2 separate regions of the Mus musculus genome follow, and region 2 is linked to region 1. Evidence: chromatin contacts called from public Hi-C data. All regions are on one chromosome and are shown on one strand. Each heading gives the region's core, a stretch centred on a gene start, on an enhancer-like site or on the middle of the called end of the contact. The rest is flanking DNA. Distances are from core to core; before and after follow the strand shown.

The links. Hi-C and Micro-C count contacts between places; a contact is called where the count stands out from the background.
Region 2: a contact with region 1 is called in a Hi-C map of pre-pro-B cells, with 4 times the contacts expected there. The contact joins two enhancer-like sites. A contact is called at or near these places in 5 of 39 promoter capture datasets (the 3T3-L1 cell line, 3T3-L1-derived adipocytes, the C10 cell line and 1 more), 2 of 15 datasets of contacts at CTCF or cohesin (CD8 T cells and pro-B cells), 8 of 484 Hi-C or Micro-C datasets (the HL-1 cell line, Th1 cells, bone marrow-derived dendritic cells and 5 more) and 3 of 115 datasets of contacts at active chromatin or transcription factors (embryonic stem cells, fibro-adipogenic progenitors and heart atrium).

What each region holds. Positions count from the first base shown.
Region 1 is chr19:60,977,699-60,985,123 of GRCm38.p6, reverse strand. All of the region lies in intron 1 of Grk5 (G protein-coupled receptor kinase 5), which reads right to left. Among named protein-coding and RNA genes, the nearest start is that of Gm22520, 32 kb to the left of the region's middle. Within about 2 kb of position 3,028, at least 26 of the 459 cell types and tissues checked have an H3K27ac peak or open chromatin away from gene starts, as enhancers often do. A contact at or near this core is called in pre-pro-B cells and pro-B cells, where this site is marked.
Region 2 is chr19:61,079,845-61,087,500 of GRCm38.p6, reverse strand. It overlaps Grk5 (G protein-coupled receptor kinase 5), which reads right to left. Exons shown (of 16, transcript NM_018869.3): 11 at 6,558-6,647; 12 at 4,232-4,440; 13 at 1,292-1,429. It also overlaps a transcript of Zfp950 not described here. Among named protein-coding and RNA genes, the nearest start is that of Zfp950, 57 kb to the left of the region's middle. Within about 2 kb of position 2,795, at least 120 of the 459 cell types and tissues checked have an H3K27ac peak or open chromatin away from gene starts, as enhancers often do. A contact at or near this core is called in pre-pro-B cells and pro-B cells, where this site is marked.

The DNA of each region.
Region 1 (7,425 bases), core at 1,779-4,278:
CAGGCAGACTGTAACAATACCTAATGTTTTAAAGGTCATCACTTCCAGACAAACAGGCCAAGTAGTCTGTTGGGTTAAATTACATATTTATATATATTTTTAAAGGATTGATTGATTGATTGATTATATGTAATTACATTGTAGCTGTCTTCAGACACCTCAGAAGAGGGCATCAGATCTCATTATGGATGGTTGTGAGCTACCATGTGGTTGCTGGGATTTGAACTCGGGACCTGCGGAAGAGCCAGTCAGTGATCTTAACTGCTGAGCCCCCTAAATTACATATTTAATGACTGAAAGTGTTAACATTTTTTATTGTTTCAATAGAACTTGATTTTTGGATTTTTTTATTTTGGTCTGTTTTGTTTGTTTGTTTCTTTGACTGATTGGTTGGTTTGGGTTTTTTTTGAGACAAGATTTCTCTAGGCTAAACAAGTCCTGGCTATCCTGGAACTCAGTGCTATAGAATATGCTGTCCTTGAACTCATAAAAATCAGATTGCCTCTACCTCCCAAGTTCTGGGATTAAAGATGCACACCACTACCACCTAGCTTATTTCTCTGTATCATAAGATATAGACAAGCTATGCCCAATCCTGCTACTGCACAAATTCTTCCATCATCCTGGCCACAGTTGCCCCTAGGCCTGCTGCCCTACTTTAGTGGGTTGTCAGGCTTACAAGGGGCTAGAACCGTATATCCTACCTCTCTGCTTCAAAGGGCCCAGTCAGGACCCAGCAGTAACAGCTAGTTATTTCCCCAGGCTTAACCACCTGGGAACCCAGAGGCTCAGATCATTTTCCTTGGTCACATTCAATCCTGATCATCTTCTGCCTCGCTTTATTTCTCTCTGGACCACTGCTTTCAGAGCCTTTGCACTGCTCTGCCAGGAATACCCCCTTCCTACTTTTCTTAATGTTCTTCACCCTTACTTCCAGTCTCAGCTTGTATCACCATCCTGACTTGGTCAGCTAAAGGATATCACCTTATCCATATGGTTCAACAGAGCTTTAGTTGGTTGCTCAGTCTGTCTCTTGAACATACATATCAGCTTATGATCATTCATCTATTCTCTCAGCACATTTCCATTGACTCATTTGAGCACTGCATGTGAATGACCACTAACAGTCAGACCTGTACTCAGTGTATAAAAAGTGTTTTAAGAAATTGGTGAGCTTGCCTTTACTGATAGTAGACATATAGTAGCAGAGACCTAGTGTGATGGTTTGGAGATATGGCCTTGGTGGAGGAAGTATTTCACTGTGGGCATGGGCTTTAAGAACCTCATCCTAGCTGCTTGGAAGCCAGTCTTCTCCTAGAGGCCTTTGGATGAAGATGTAGCACTCTCAGCTCCTCCTGCACTATGACTGCCTGGATGCTGCCATGCTCCCACCTTGATGATAATAGACTGAACTTGAGAACCTGTAAGCCAGCCCCAATTAAATGCTGTCCTTTTAAAAGTTGCCACAGTCATAGTGTCTCTTCACAGCAATGAAACCCTAAGATACCTGGTCTTGCATTTTCTGCCATTCTCTCTTAGCCCATGGTAAATACTCAGTGGCTGCTGATTAGATGTGAATGTGTGCTTTATCTCAGGCACATATTTCTTTCAGGCTCTAGTCTTTACCTTTCCTACCCCTCTATCTGCCAAAGTCACACCTGGACTCTTAGTATAGTTCCAACAGCCACTTTTCATAATGCCTTTGAAAAGCAGAGCCCTGTCTGGCACTCAGCCTCCTTAAAGGGGTAAAGGGAGACAATGATGTGGTTAACACAATACTTGTTAACTGCAAGCTTTCTTCATGGCTACTTAGCAGGAAAAGAAATGATTGCTTGTGGAATTAATGACAACCTCTCTTTTACTGTAGGCCTATGTACTAGCTGTACCTTGAGTCTCACTCACAGATCAAAATCCTGTACTTAGTGAGAGAAGCTCACCAAACCAACACTGTCACAACTGCAAGCACTAGCTCATAGTCATCTAAGGATTCAAGCAGCCTTGAGTCTCTGTCTTTATTGGCTTCTCCACTGTATTCTTACAGCCTATAAAGACAACCCAGTCTCTGTCACTATGAAGGTTACAGCTCATTCCAAGCATTAAAGCTCGATGAACTACCAGAGAGTAGTGGTCAGAGCTGGAGAGGAAGCATGGGAATGGGTAGCCTCAGAAGGAGGATGGCTTAGAGATGGGCAGGATGGCTCCCACTACAAATAAGGGACAAGATGTAGGGCTGAGATGCCAGTTGAACTATGCTCGCTTATGGCTCTAAGGAAAGAAAGCCACAAAGGACCAAGAGGATAGGCCTTAAGCCTGAATGGGAAGGAGTACAGGGGCAAAGCCTGGGAGGGAGCACACTAAGAAAGTATGTGTGTTTCTGGACCCAGGAGCCTCAGTGTCCTTCCAGGTTCTTCATGGTGCAGTTTCTGGAAGCACTTTTTATCAAATGCCACCTTCTTGTTTTTGCTTTCTTAGCCACCAAGTAATCATCTCCTCTTCCTCTGATTAGGGAATGGTAGGAGGAAGGAGGGAACCAACAAAATCAAGAACCCTTCCATGGGAAAGTATGCCTCAGCAGTGAATATTATACAGGACTTGCCAAGTAATAACAGTTAGCCTTTATGTCTCTTTTACTTTTATTGCCTTTTAGACAGAGCCTTACTATGTAACCCTGGGGTGCCTGGAACTCTCTGTGGGTTGGCCTTGAATTTAAAGAGATAGATGGGCTTCATTCTGCCTCCTGAATGATTGTGCCACCAAACTCAGCTATTTAATTTAGAAGTTAAAGATATGTGGTGTTTCTTACACACTCAGGGCCAGGGAACATGGTATCCTCTTTTACTCTTCATATAACCCTAGTGATAGATAGATCCTAATTATTGAATCCATTTTGCAGATGAAAAAATAGAGTCACAGAAAGGAAAGACTCTCAAATCATCAGAGTTTGTGTCACAACTCCAGCAAAGGCTCAAGTGACACTATAAGACTGATGCTCATTTCCTCTTTTAAGAAATGAGTGAAAGGGGAAGCTAGAGAAAGCTTTGCGGATAGCTTTCTTCTTGCTCTTCTGTTGTTATTACAGCACTTGTTGAAGCAGCAGCCCAAGGACGCTTCCAATGCTCAACTCAGAGGGACTAGGAGCCTGTGAGTCTGATGCAAAGTTCTTGAGCAGCACCAGGGATATGGGATAAGTGCTTGCACTTCTTAGAAACTTTCTTGTTCTCTGATTTCTCATCACACAGTCTACTTCTAAATAGGATCTATAGAAACACACAGGAGTTTGAACATGTCTACTGAAAATAATCCCCCCACTTCCAAAATTTGGTGATCAAGGCTCTGACTTGCCATGAAAACTATCCCATTTGTCTGTGTCTTGTCTGCCTTGCATCACATGATAATTGGCCATTATTAAATCCACAGAGTTCTCACGACCTTTCACCAGCTTTCTATCTTCCTGTGCTGGTTATAATGTCCCTGAGGAAATCTGACTGGCTGGCTCTTCTTCTCTCTTGAGGCCACGCATCATGCTCTTGCCTGGAGTCTGCAACAGTCTGATAGGTCCCATCACCGTGAATGGAAAGGAGGCCATGCAAGCAAGTTAGAACAAAGGTACTAGTGGTGGCAGGTATGACTCGAGGGGGCATGGGAGCCACCGAAGCCATTTGCTCATCCTCCAAAGTTTTTTTGGAATACTGCTGATAGAGACCTAGTGTACACAGACCTTAGACTTCCTGGAAGCACCCCCCTACAGATTAAAGGCCTATGGTTTGGTAAGGTCTATGTTATGTCTATGCAAGTGACCAGTTTGTTATAGATTCTCATCAAGGTGAGCCCTTCTATTATGCAAACTAAATAACATATAGGAAAGCTGTAGAAATCAGAGATATTCTCAATATACTCTGGCCATGGTCTGAGAGGTTCTTACATGCCTTAATGCTGTGTTATAGGTCGCTCTGTTGTATTTCCAGGCTCAAAAGGCCAATTACCCACCTGCTCCCAGCCAACACCTAGATAGTGATGCTACAATGCTGCCTGAGAAGTGTGTGTGGTTAGACTCTACTTAGGTCTTTACATTCAGGTGAGTTCTAAGGATTCATCTACCCCATATACCATTACTATCCCAGATGAATGTATCTAGAAGAAACCCTCACAGAAAGGGCTGCCTAAAGCATGCATGTACCACAGTCCCTAAGTAAGTATAAGCCATGGACTCTGGATAACTAAAGTCCATTCTCCTTTAGTCAAGGACAAGCAGGAATACTGAAGAGACATGGCCTTTGTCTTAGTTACTCTTCTATTGCTATGATAAAACACCATGACCGAGGGAGCTTATAAAGAGAGCATTTAACTAGACTTAGTTTCAGAGTGTTAAAGATCATGACTGCAGAGCAAAGGTGTGAAGAACAGCTGAGAGCTCACATCTTGATCCGCAAGCATGAGGCAGAGAAAGCACATGGAGAATGTTGCAAGTCTAACAAGGCCACACCTCCTAATTCTTCCCAACTATCTCCACCAACTGGGAACCAACTAGTCATACCTATAAACTTAAGGGGATTATTCTCATTTACAAACACCATCTTGGGTCTTGGTGTCTGAGTGTTTGGGGACTTCCCAGCTAGATATACAACTCCAGAGATGGGCAGGATAAAGAAGTAGAGAGTTCTAGGAACACAGAGCAGCTTCCTATCTAACCCTGATCCTACCACATGGCAGAGCCAACCCTAGGTACCTGGAAGAGCCAGCTCAGAGACTCAGGAAGAGCCCAAGGTCACATAAGATTGGGTCATTCACACTCCACTGATATTCTTGACAGTCTGAGAGATGAAGAATCAGGCCATGGAGCAGCCTGACAAAACTAGGTAAGACAGGGATGAGGTGGGCAGAGAGAGAAGTCAGAAGAACTATAGGCAAAACAGACTCAAAACAGACTATTTTTAGGCCAATTGGTCTGCCTAATAGTCTGCTCTTTTATTGGCACTTTTATTAGGGGCTTCTGTTGTAACAGACGATCTCAATGATCAGGCAGAAGCTGTGGTGGGACCAGGAGTCTCAGCACATCCTAGGCCTCCCAGCAGTCCTTGCCTCTGCAGAACTGGATGTGGTGAGATGAAGACACACAGTTCTAACCAAAAAAAATTCCATGGTACCGCAGTTTCCAGCTAGAAGAATCCAAAACTTCCAGACTAGAGCATGAAGAGGCATGGTGTACTGCCCAGGGCATGTGGGGTCTGTGGTCTGTAGCAGGTTCCAGCATCTCTAGGCCCCACCTCATGGCCACACCACAGTTGGGGTTTCAGGAGCAGAAAAACCTCAGCCACAACCAGGGGATCCCACAACCTCAAATTAGAAAAACCAAAACCAACACAAGGCCTGGTTACCAGTCACCATGGGGACAAGGAGACAGGCCTCCTTAGCACCAGCAACTAAGCCTGAGAAAAGTATCTGGCACAACTTGGAAGAAATGCACAGCTGAGGAAGGCCCCTTGGGAAACTCTTACCCAAGGACAGAGCTAGCACTGGAGGATGCATCCTTGGGTGGCAGTCATGATGTTACACATCAGCTTACAGCATCTTAACTGCAATATAAACAGTGCCACTGTGCTGAGCCTAGCATTGCTAACTCACTCTGTGTTTTTTCCTGCATTTACACAGGAAAAAAACTGTTACCACTTTGATTTGTTGTGTTAAAAACCAGCACCTCAAGTTCAAAGTACCTGGCACAATATACTGGCACAATATAAGTGCCACTCAATGTGGTAGTCAACATCACCCCCATCTTCATCATAGCTATCCCAGACATAACTACCTCCATTATCACCAGCATCCCTCTTGACTAGCAATAACACCATCTCCAATACCACCTCCACCACCATCATCATCACTACCACCATCATCTTCATTGCAATGATCACCATTATCATTATCACCAGCATCCCTATTATAATTCCATCCTTATTTAGTAAAGCTATTTGTAAATGACAGAACTGAGGGCTCAGAGCTGCTATGAGACAACTAAATATTCTGATTACAAGTTGATCCATGTTTTTAATTAACCAAATCCTTACTCCACCACTACCACCACACACTCTAACCACACGCACTCCATTATCAGGATGTTCAGATCTGTCCCAACACTGCTAGAAATGTCACGGAAGTCAGGCAGGCACTGGTAATATAGCCCACTACTTCTCGTGTCTCATGTCCACCCTTGTGAGTGCTTGATCCACATCAGCATCTTTTTCTCACTGTTCCTCAATTACCTGAGTAAGTACCAGTGTCCCACATCCTATACTCACAAGGACATAGTGGGTAGCTGTGAGGTTGGGACATCCAATATGAGGTATAAAAATGTAAATACTTAACAACTTCTTTGTTAAAAAGAAAAAGACACAGTAATGATGCTTATCCTTGGACTCTAGAAAGTTCTCTCAGTTGGTTCAAACTTGGTAGAGAAGTCTCACTATCCCCTTCCACTGAAAGAACAAGGGGAAGACAGAGACAATTTCTGTGTCCCCACTGAAAGGCTCAGGTAGAGAATGGTGAGCTGCCCCTTGCACCAGGCAATGGCAAGCCTTTCTACCATGTCTGATGGAGAAGGCAGGGCTGCACAGCAACACTAGGGTTCACATCATGCTCTAGATCAAGCTTTCCAGATTTTTTCAAAAAGAGATAACAACAACAAAACATAGAGAAAGATGTAAAGAAGGGAGGAAACAGGAAGGGAGGGGAGAGTAGAGGAAGGGAGGGAAGGGGAAAAGAGGGAGAGAGAGAGTTGCCAAACATCTCTCTCTAAAGAAACTGCTCTTTCTACAAGTTTCGAGGACCTCAGAATGAGCACCTGAAGGGCACTATGTGTCTCTAGCAGAACAGACATGAGCATCCCTGCACACCCAGGTAAGCAATACGTGAGTAGAGCCCACTGCTGCTGGGTGAGTGCTGCTTCTTCAGTAAGCTCAGCCTTTTACTAGCTGGCGGACTTTTGCCACTCAGGACTGTAAGAGTAACAGAAATCATGGAGAAGGTTCAGTGCACTCAGGTACTCGGGGAAAGAGCCAATCATTGTTGGGTATTTGTTTTCTTACACCAAGAACAAGCTGTGAGCTGTTAGCATTCCTAATGCTTCAGATTTCCTCCCTTTATTATACCACGGTTATACTGAGACTTCAAGAGTTTAAAATCCTAATTCTTATAAGTTAGCCCAGCTCTAATAAAACATCTCACTATATGATCCACATTTATAATCATAAATACAAATTTAAGTTTCCTTTGGTTGCCTTTTTTTTTAATTAGGTATTTTCCTCGTTTACATTTTCAATGCTATCCCAAAAGTCCCCCATACCCTCCCCCCCACTCCCCTACCCACCCACTCCCCCTTTTTGGCCCTAGCGTTCCCCTGTACCGGGGCATATAAAGTTTGCAAGTCCAATG
Region 2 (7,656 bases), core at 1,546-4,045, 100 kb before region 1:
GGATGATTTTGAATTTCTGATCCTTCTGCTTCCACTTCCTAAGTGCTGGGATTACAGATGTGTACTATCACCCCTAGAGATCAAACTCAGTACTCCATTCATACTAGGGAAACATTCTACCAATTGAGCTACATCCCCAAACCAGGATAAGTACTTTTCTTACTCCCTAGATGATTCCAAATGGGCAACCATTTTGAGAGTCACTGCCATGATTTCCAAATCAACTGTGAACTTTCTCTCATGTGGGGTTTGTAGTACTTACTGATTTAATCTTTTTAATGTCAAAAAAATTTTTTTATCCCTGGTTGGACCTATGATGTGGATGCCACATCTGGCTACAGAGGTCTCCAGTGGGTGACCATAGACACTGTTCAGCATCCAGTAGCTAGTCCTGGCTCCCCACATCTGCTGCTGCCATCCCTACCCAGATGATCAGGGAACCTTCACTTATAGGAGAACACCAAAGATGCAAGGAGTGTTCCTTACTTCCTCAGTGCTGTGCACACAAATGTTAACAAATGGTTCTGGGAGAGGGGTCTTGGAAAGTTCTGCTTTGTAATATTCTCCAGTTGTTAAGGTGTCAACACTCCCATCTTGATCTACTGAAGGCACTTGTCCTGAGGTGTCTGAGAAGGGGGCTGAGAAGAGATGTGTACCACATCTGTCAACTTTCATGAGCTAACACAAGCTAGTTCCCATCTCCAATGTTTCTGTAGTGTCCACAGTTCTTGGCTCCATCCCCAAGGCCCCAACAAGGATCCTTAATCTGCTGGGACTTAAAGTATAGAAGCATAAAAAGACCTTGCTGGGTGGGGCTCCTTTGTGAGTGTGAACGTGGGTTATACAGACCCAGTGGAGTGTCTCCAAGGAGAATCCTAATTGAACCGGACAGTAGATGCTCAGTTAAACTGAGATGGTCCTCAATACTCATTTTCCATTTTGGTCTCATTTCAACCTTCAATATAACATATCTGGCAGATTCAGAAAGGGGAGGTGTCTTGGACTTCACTGGACAGAAAAGGACCTGAAGGTTGTCTAGGTGCCCTATTCTGGAGAGAGTACCTAAATCTCTGAACAACCAGTTCACACCCCATCTGTACATATTCTGACACTGAGACCTGTAACACTGCCACAAAGTAGTCGAGTATAGGAAGGAGCAGTGAGCAATCTTTGGTAGTCCAGATGGGTTAGCTGATTTGAGGCACTGTGTGAGGCAAAACTCAGGGTCTGATAGAAAACACAGCTTGGAGAGATGACTTTAGAGCTCCTAGGAGCAATAGTGGCTACTCACATCTGGAACGAAGGGAGGGTCCAACATCCCAGCCTCCAGGCGCTTAAAGTTCATGTTCCTGAAGAAAGGGTGCCTCTTGACCTCGGCGGCCCCCTCCTCCTGGCAGCCCAGCCTCTGCTTCGAGTCTTTGGTGAGCAGCTGTGACAAGAGAGTCTCGTGAGGTCATATGACTGGGCCTTTCCATCTGCCCATAGGCCAGAAGGACAAAGGAACATCTGTGACTGTAGCTCTAGCCTCCCCAGTGCCACCCCCTAAAACTCAGTCTGGAGGAGGATGTCTCCCCAGTTAGAAGAACTGAAGCATCAGCAAGGACAGGATCAGATCATATCTTTGTCATGCTTTCAGTTGCCCTGTGTATACTCTCAGGCTGGTGGCTCAGGTTAGAGCCTACCCTCTGGGCTTCTCTTTTCTATTTTATTGTATTTTTTATATTGTTCACTTATTGTGTGTCGATGTATGTGCCACAGCATTTGTATGGAGATCAGAGGACAACTTTGTAGAGTCAGCTTTGTCCCTCTACCTGTCACAGAGGTTCCAGGACTTGAACTCAGATCACCAGGATTGCATTAAAAAATGCTTTACCTGCTGAGCCATCTCTCTGGCCCCAAGTTTCTCTATTCTAGACATAAGTAACTGGGCCATGCTCCATCCATTCCAAGAAACACCAAAGAAGCAAGAATGTGCAGTAGCTGAGCCTGTTAATGCAGCCCCCTAGAGTCTACTGTGCTGGCAGATGGCCGGATCATCAAGGATAAGAAGATGAAAAAAAAAAGGATGAGGTAGGGCTGGGTTGCTTATCAGCTTCTACCAGGAAGGAATGGTATGTAAACGACACTTCTGCTTTCCAAAAGAAGTGATAGAAAATCAGGGTTTTAGGATAAAATATCTTCATCTGAAAAGCTTGGTTATTAAGTTAGTATTTGTCTATTTCTAAAATATACCACACAGGTGGAATAGAACACCCACCTATATGGTGTCAGGGATGGTATCAGGCGTACATTATCAAGAGAGAAGGTGTGGGTGCAGTGGGAGAAGACAGAGTAAGTTCCCTGTATGTGGGGGACCACATATGATCTGGAATGACTGGGAGAGTCAAATGGTGAAGGACTCAAGGGAGTGTGGAGAAGCTACAGCGATGGGGCACAGCAGGAGCCTCAGATTCAGCATTAGATCCAAGGGACAGGAAAGCTGGGTGTGTGGACATCTCTCTCAAGGGGCATGGCTGCCAAGATGGAATGGAGAACAACTTCCCTGCTGATTGTGTAGCTGCCTCTATGGTTTATAGGTCAGGTATTGCAGTAGCCTGAGTCAGCACCTGCTAAAGGGATAAGAGCAGAGTGGCCAGACTGAGATGCTGTGGCTTACAAAGTCCAGACCAGAATCCAAGACCCCAAGAGAAGACAGAGCAAGGCTTGAGGTTTCTGGAGGTACTTTCATGTGTACAATCATTTGGCACTTTTCAGCCAACACATTTCCCTCGGTGGCCACAAGGGGGCAGGAGAGGGACAGCTTTGGTCCTGGTTACAGCAAGAGCTTCAGCTCACAAAACCTGAGGTTGAAATGGAGGTTTGTGGGGAAGTGGAGAGGTGGTGATAGTGGTAGTGGTTAGAAGCAGAGATCATGTTTGCTCCATTCTCTCAGTATGTCCATGTCCCTATTGATGTTTCTTGAGACAGGCTTTTTGGGACTCCTGACCTAAGAATGTGATGCCTCTTATAGTCTTGTTACATCACGCAGACAGCTGACCATGACATAACAAGTACCACTGGCAGCCATCTCTCCACATCCCTAACCCCTGCTGTCTATCTCTCCACTACCTCATCCCGACTGCACCGCTGTGACAGTGCTTCTTTGAGACTGGTTAACAGGTTGTGGGGTTGTGGTCTACATGTTACATACCTTCTTCATCATGTCTTTGACACATGTCAGTAGCAGAGGAACACTTCCTCTTTTAGATATGATCAGAGGGCAGATCCAGCCCCACATCCTTACCACAGCTCTATACACAGAAGTGGCCAAGCAGGGGTGGTTGAAGTAGCCAAGCCCCCAGGGATCCCTGGTCCTCTGAATGTAGAAGCTTAGTTACTTCAAGTTTCTAGTCTTGGTCTTCTCTAAGCTCTACCCTGAGCTACTGGTATGTGTTCCCTTGAACCTTCCCAGGGCTACTTGGGGACTCAGGAATGAGAGGAGAGGCCCCTTTCAGGCCTCTGCTCTCTGCTCTCTTCTTTGCTGCTCAGGGTGTAGTATGGCTCCAGAGGAAGGTACTTTGCCACATTGGCTTACAAGTGTGTGTATCTAGGCACTTGAGGACAGAAAGCATCAGAGGGCATCTTCCTGTGGTGAGTCTTAGGAGACTGAGAGCCAGGCAAGAGCAGGAAGTAGCTGACTCCATACCAAACCCAAGGAAGGGCCTAAGGACCAGCTATGGAACAGTGTCCACCTTGGCTGAGGGAACCTTACAGCCCCTATCACTCCTTCCTCTTTAGCTGTCCAGTATCCACACCTGGCCCCAACACACTCCAGTCACTCTAATCTCTTCACTTGAAGGTCCTGCCCATCCACACATGCTGCCATACAGAACTTGAGCTGGGACCACCGTTCTACACAGTGAATGGAACACTGAGAATATGTTCAACAACTCCAAGGACTTTAACACCTCTCTTGCAGTCCTTGTCCTCAGTCCCCCGTGTCTAGAATCCAGAGTGGAGGGAATAGGAGGCCAAGTTCAAGGGCAGGAACTTGCCTGTGAACCAACTTGGGCTATCATCTTTATGCTTTGCTGACTTTTCTACAAAGCTACACACACTCATGGGTGTTCACGTCAACCCATATTCCTTGATTCACAGGGTATCCTGTCCAATATGCAGGTGTTGTAGGCAGAGGCTGGAGGCACCACTGGGCAGCAACCTATGAGCAGCATCTGGCTCACCGGGAGCTTACCATGTTGCAGATGGACTTGGCCTCTTCAGAGAACTTGGAGGAATACACTTCCTCAGTCTCCAGCACCCGGCGATCCACCTCTTCCCGCTTAACCTTCTCCTTGCGACCTCGAAATGGTGACTGGCCTTCAATCATCTCATAGATGAGGCAGCCCAGGCCCCAGTAGTCAGGGCTCAGTCCATATCGCTGGTTGTTCAGAACTTCTGGGGCTGAGAACAGGAGGGAAGAGAGTGGTAGACAACTAGCAGCAGAATGCAGCCACATTCCGGTGCTGCTCCTCATCTCAGCAGTACCCAAGGGTATAGCACTCTCATAGAAAAACTGGAGTTTTAAGCTGGGGCTACTTCCTTCCAATCTCCAACTGCAACCCAGCAGGTATGTAAACACCACTTTGTCCAGAGAAAGCCTTCCCTAATGGTGCTTCACTGTGCCCAATTCTGACGGTGGCTTCAGAACCCTGGTTATGGTGGATAGACACGTCTCCTCAGACAGAACACACAACATAGCTCTCACTGCTTTGTCCCCAGTGACAGGCATGGCTCCCAACACAGGACATATTGCATACATATTTATTTCAATGAAGAAGAATGCCCATCTAAATTAAAGATTAAATTGAACCTACATGGACTTTGAATCATCTTTTGGGGGGCGAGATGGAAGAGAAGGCTCAGTGGCTAGCAGCATAAACTGATTGCTGTTGTAGAGGACCTGGGTTTAATTCCCAGTACCCACACAGCAGGTGACTCCAGTTTCAGGAGATCCAACACTCTTCTGGCCTCTGTGGGCACTAAGTACACACAGGGTACACAGACATACATGCAGGCACAATGCCCATACACATAAAATAAAATCTCCTATTTTATCTTCACTACAACTTTGACAAAATGACTCATAGATGTACAAAAGGTACTTAAGATGTATCTTAAGGCCATCCAGAATGAAAAGTGTAGACACATGATATGCATCAGTGGACACATGACAGAGTCTGTATGTAGACAAATCATTAAGCACTGTGTCCAAAGAAGAGCAATGCAACTGTGTAAGCATATTTCCATGCAGGTACATGGACAGGTGTATCTGTATCTATATGTCTGCCCACCTGTCCTTCCATGATCCATATATTCACCATCCATTTATCCATCATCCATTCATCCATCCCCCATCTGAGAGGGTCCTTGTAGGTGTCATAAGGGAAGTGAACCATGTTTACAGATAAGAATGAAAACCTGATATAGCTGGACTTCATCAACCTGGATCAGACTTCGGGGGCCTAAGAACAAGTGGTTTATTCCCTATGTATTTATTTTGGAAAAAAGTTTCCTGGTGTAATACAATCAGTGCACAAGAAAGCATAATTACATTGAAACTTCACCTCAGAGATAGGTTCTAGAAGTAGGCTACCTGTCCTAGCTTAAGGGCCTAAGGGTCTGGCCTGGTCTCAGTCAAACAGATAACATAGAGGTCATCTGGGCTTATTAGCTCCCTCTGATCCTGATTGTGGGAGCTTGTGGGGAACACTTCTGGCTATAAGAGTCATTTAGATTTCTAGCTACCCCTAGTTCTGGTTGTCTGAGCTTGATATGACCTGGTTCAACAGATAATGCAGATGACCAGGCTCTTAATCACTTCTAATTCTCTGCTTTCTGGATTGAAGAACAGGTTTTTCATCTTTCCTACTGGAAAGACAATCTTAGCATTCCTGGTTTCTCTGTAGATCTGTGAGTGCAAGAACCTTTGTGCTATGATGAACCCAACACCCATCCATCTATTCTCTATATGTCTCTCAGATCTATCAGATCTAACTATCAGGATTCTCATAGTCACATATACACATATCCTACAGGTTGCCAAGTGTTTTGTTGTCTGGACCCTCAAGAAACAGAGATAATATATTGAATGTCCCACATCATCTGTGGATGCAGGCCTGGGCAGAGGGCAACTGGGACTGAGTTTAGAACTTTCAGGTGATCCCTACATGCCCTAGGGTCTTCTCAGGAGTCTCCTCAAAAAGGATGACACTTTATCAAAGTAGGTCCTACTTCAATAAGGGCTCCCTTAGAAATGCTAGTGGCAGGCTCCGGTCACCAAACTTCCAGGATGCTTGTTTTTGAGACCTAGGTTGGCTTGTGGTTGGGGGCTACAGAAAACTCAGTTTAGATCACACCTTTGGCCCTAGTGTACCACTCTACCTGACTGAGGTCTCCCACCAGGCATTTCTGTGGAAGATCAGCACAGTAATTCTGACCAGCAAAACAAAGACTGGGGGATTTAGAAATAGGTGCTCTTGGGGAGGCTCAGTGTGTGATAGGCATAAGTTATTACTCACCCATGTAGCCAACAGTGCCTACCCGGCCACGGATAAGGTCTCCCTCGGGGATCTTCACGGCCAGTCCGAGGTCTGAGATCCTTATGTGGCCTGTTGGGGAGAGTAGGGTTAATGGGTTCCTGTGGTCATGTGGGCACCCTGGTCAGGGCCACAGACTTTCTAGGCTTCTGTCCAATGAAGATGTGACATCAGCCTACTTTCTCAGGGTAACCATGTAACCCTGAAAAAGTGTAAGTAAGATGTGTAGAAATTACACATAAAGAGGAGAATATTAATAAAGATGCTTGGACAAGGCGGGCCACTGGCCGACTTACAACATTTAATGCCCCAATGAGCTTCCGGGAAGGCTGAGGTCACAGAGTTTAAAATGTCCTGGCTGTTTCAGTGATTGCTTCATAGGAAAAATATGAGGTTCTTGACATTTTGCAACAATTTGCTTAAGGGGAAAAAATTGTAAAGCAATTTGGGAAGCCACTCCCTGCCTTCCTGATTGGTCTTTGGAGGTGGTTTGTTTTTTCCCCTTCAAAGAGATGGAGAAATGAGAAGGGTGGTGCCTGGTCTGGGATCTGAACTCAGAGTGTGTTCCCCAAGACCCAGGCAGCATCACACTGAGAGTTCTACTTCTATCTCCGCCACACCTTCTAGGCAGGGTGATGGCTACATTTCATACTCAGGAAGGAACACGTGCCTTTGTCCATAAATGCCTGTAGGGCCTGAGTAGCTTAGATGGCCGCCAGTTCTGTGGTATCTGACAGAAAAGATAGTATGTGAGTACCAGCGATGGACTGCCCCTTGTGGGGCTTCAGTGTGAGTAGTTACTAGAACACACTGTAGCCTCCCACAGGACCCTGTGCTCCCCATTCCTCTCTACACACAATTCTCTGCAGGTCATCAATTGTGGGTATGTATGCTGTTGTCCCAAGAACATGCAGAAGACTTGGTATTGTTACTGCCAGGCTAGTCCCTCTGAGCCCTCATGCTTATTATATGCAAGAGAGACACTTGGATGCCACCTTCTCTTCTATGAAGATGGGCAGAGCTAGTCAGGTACATGAGAAAACTACTCTACAGGTGTGAGGGGGCTGATTCCCACATGCTA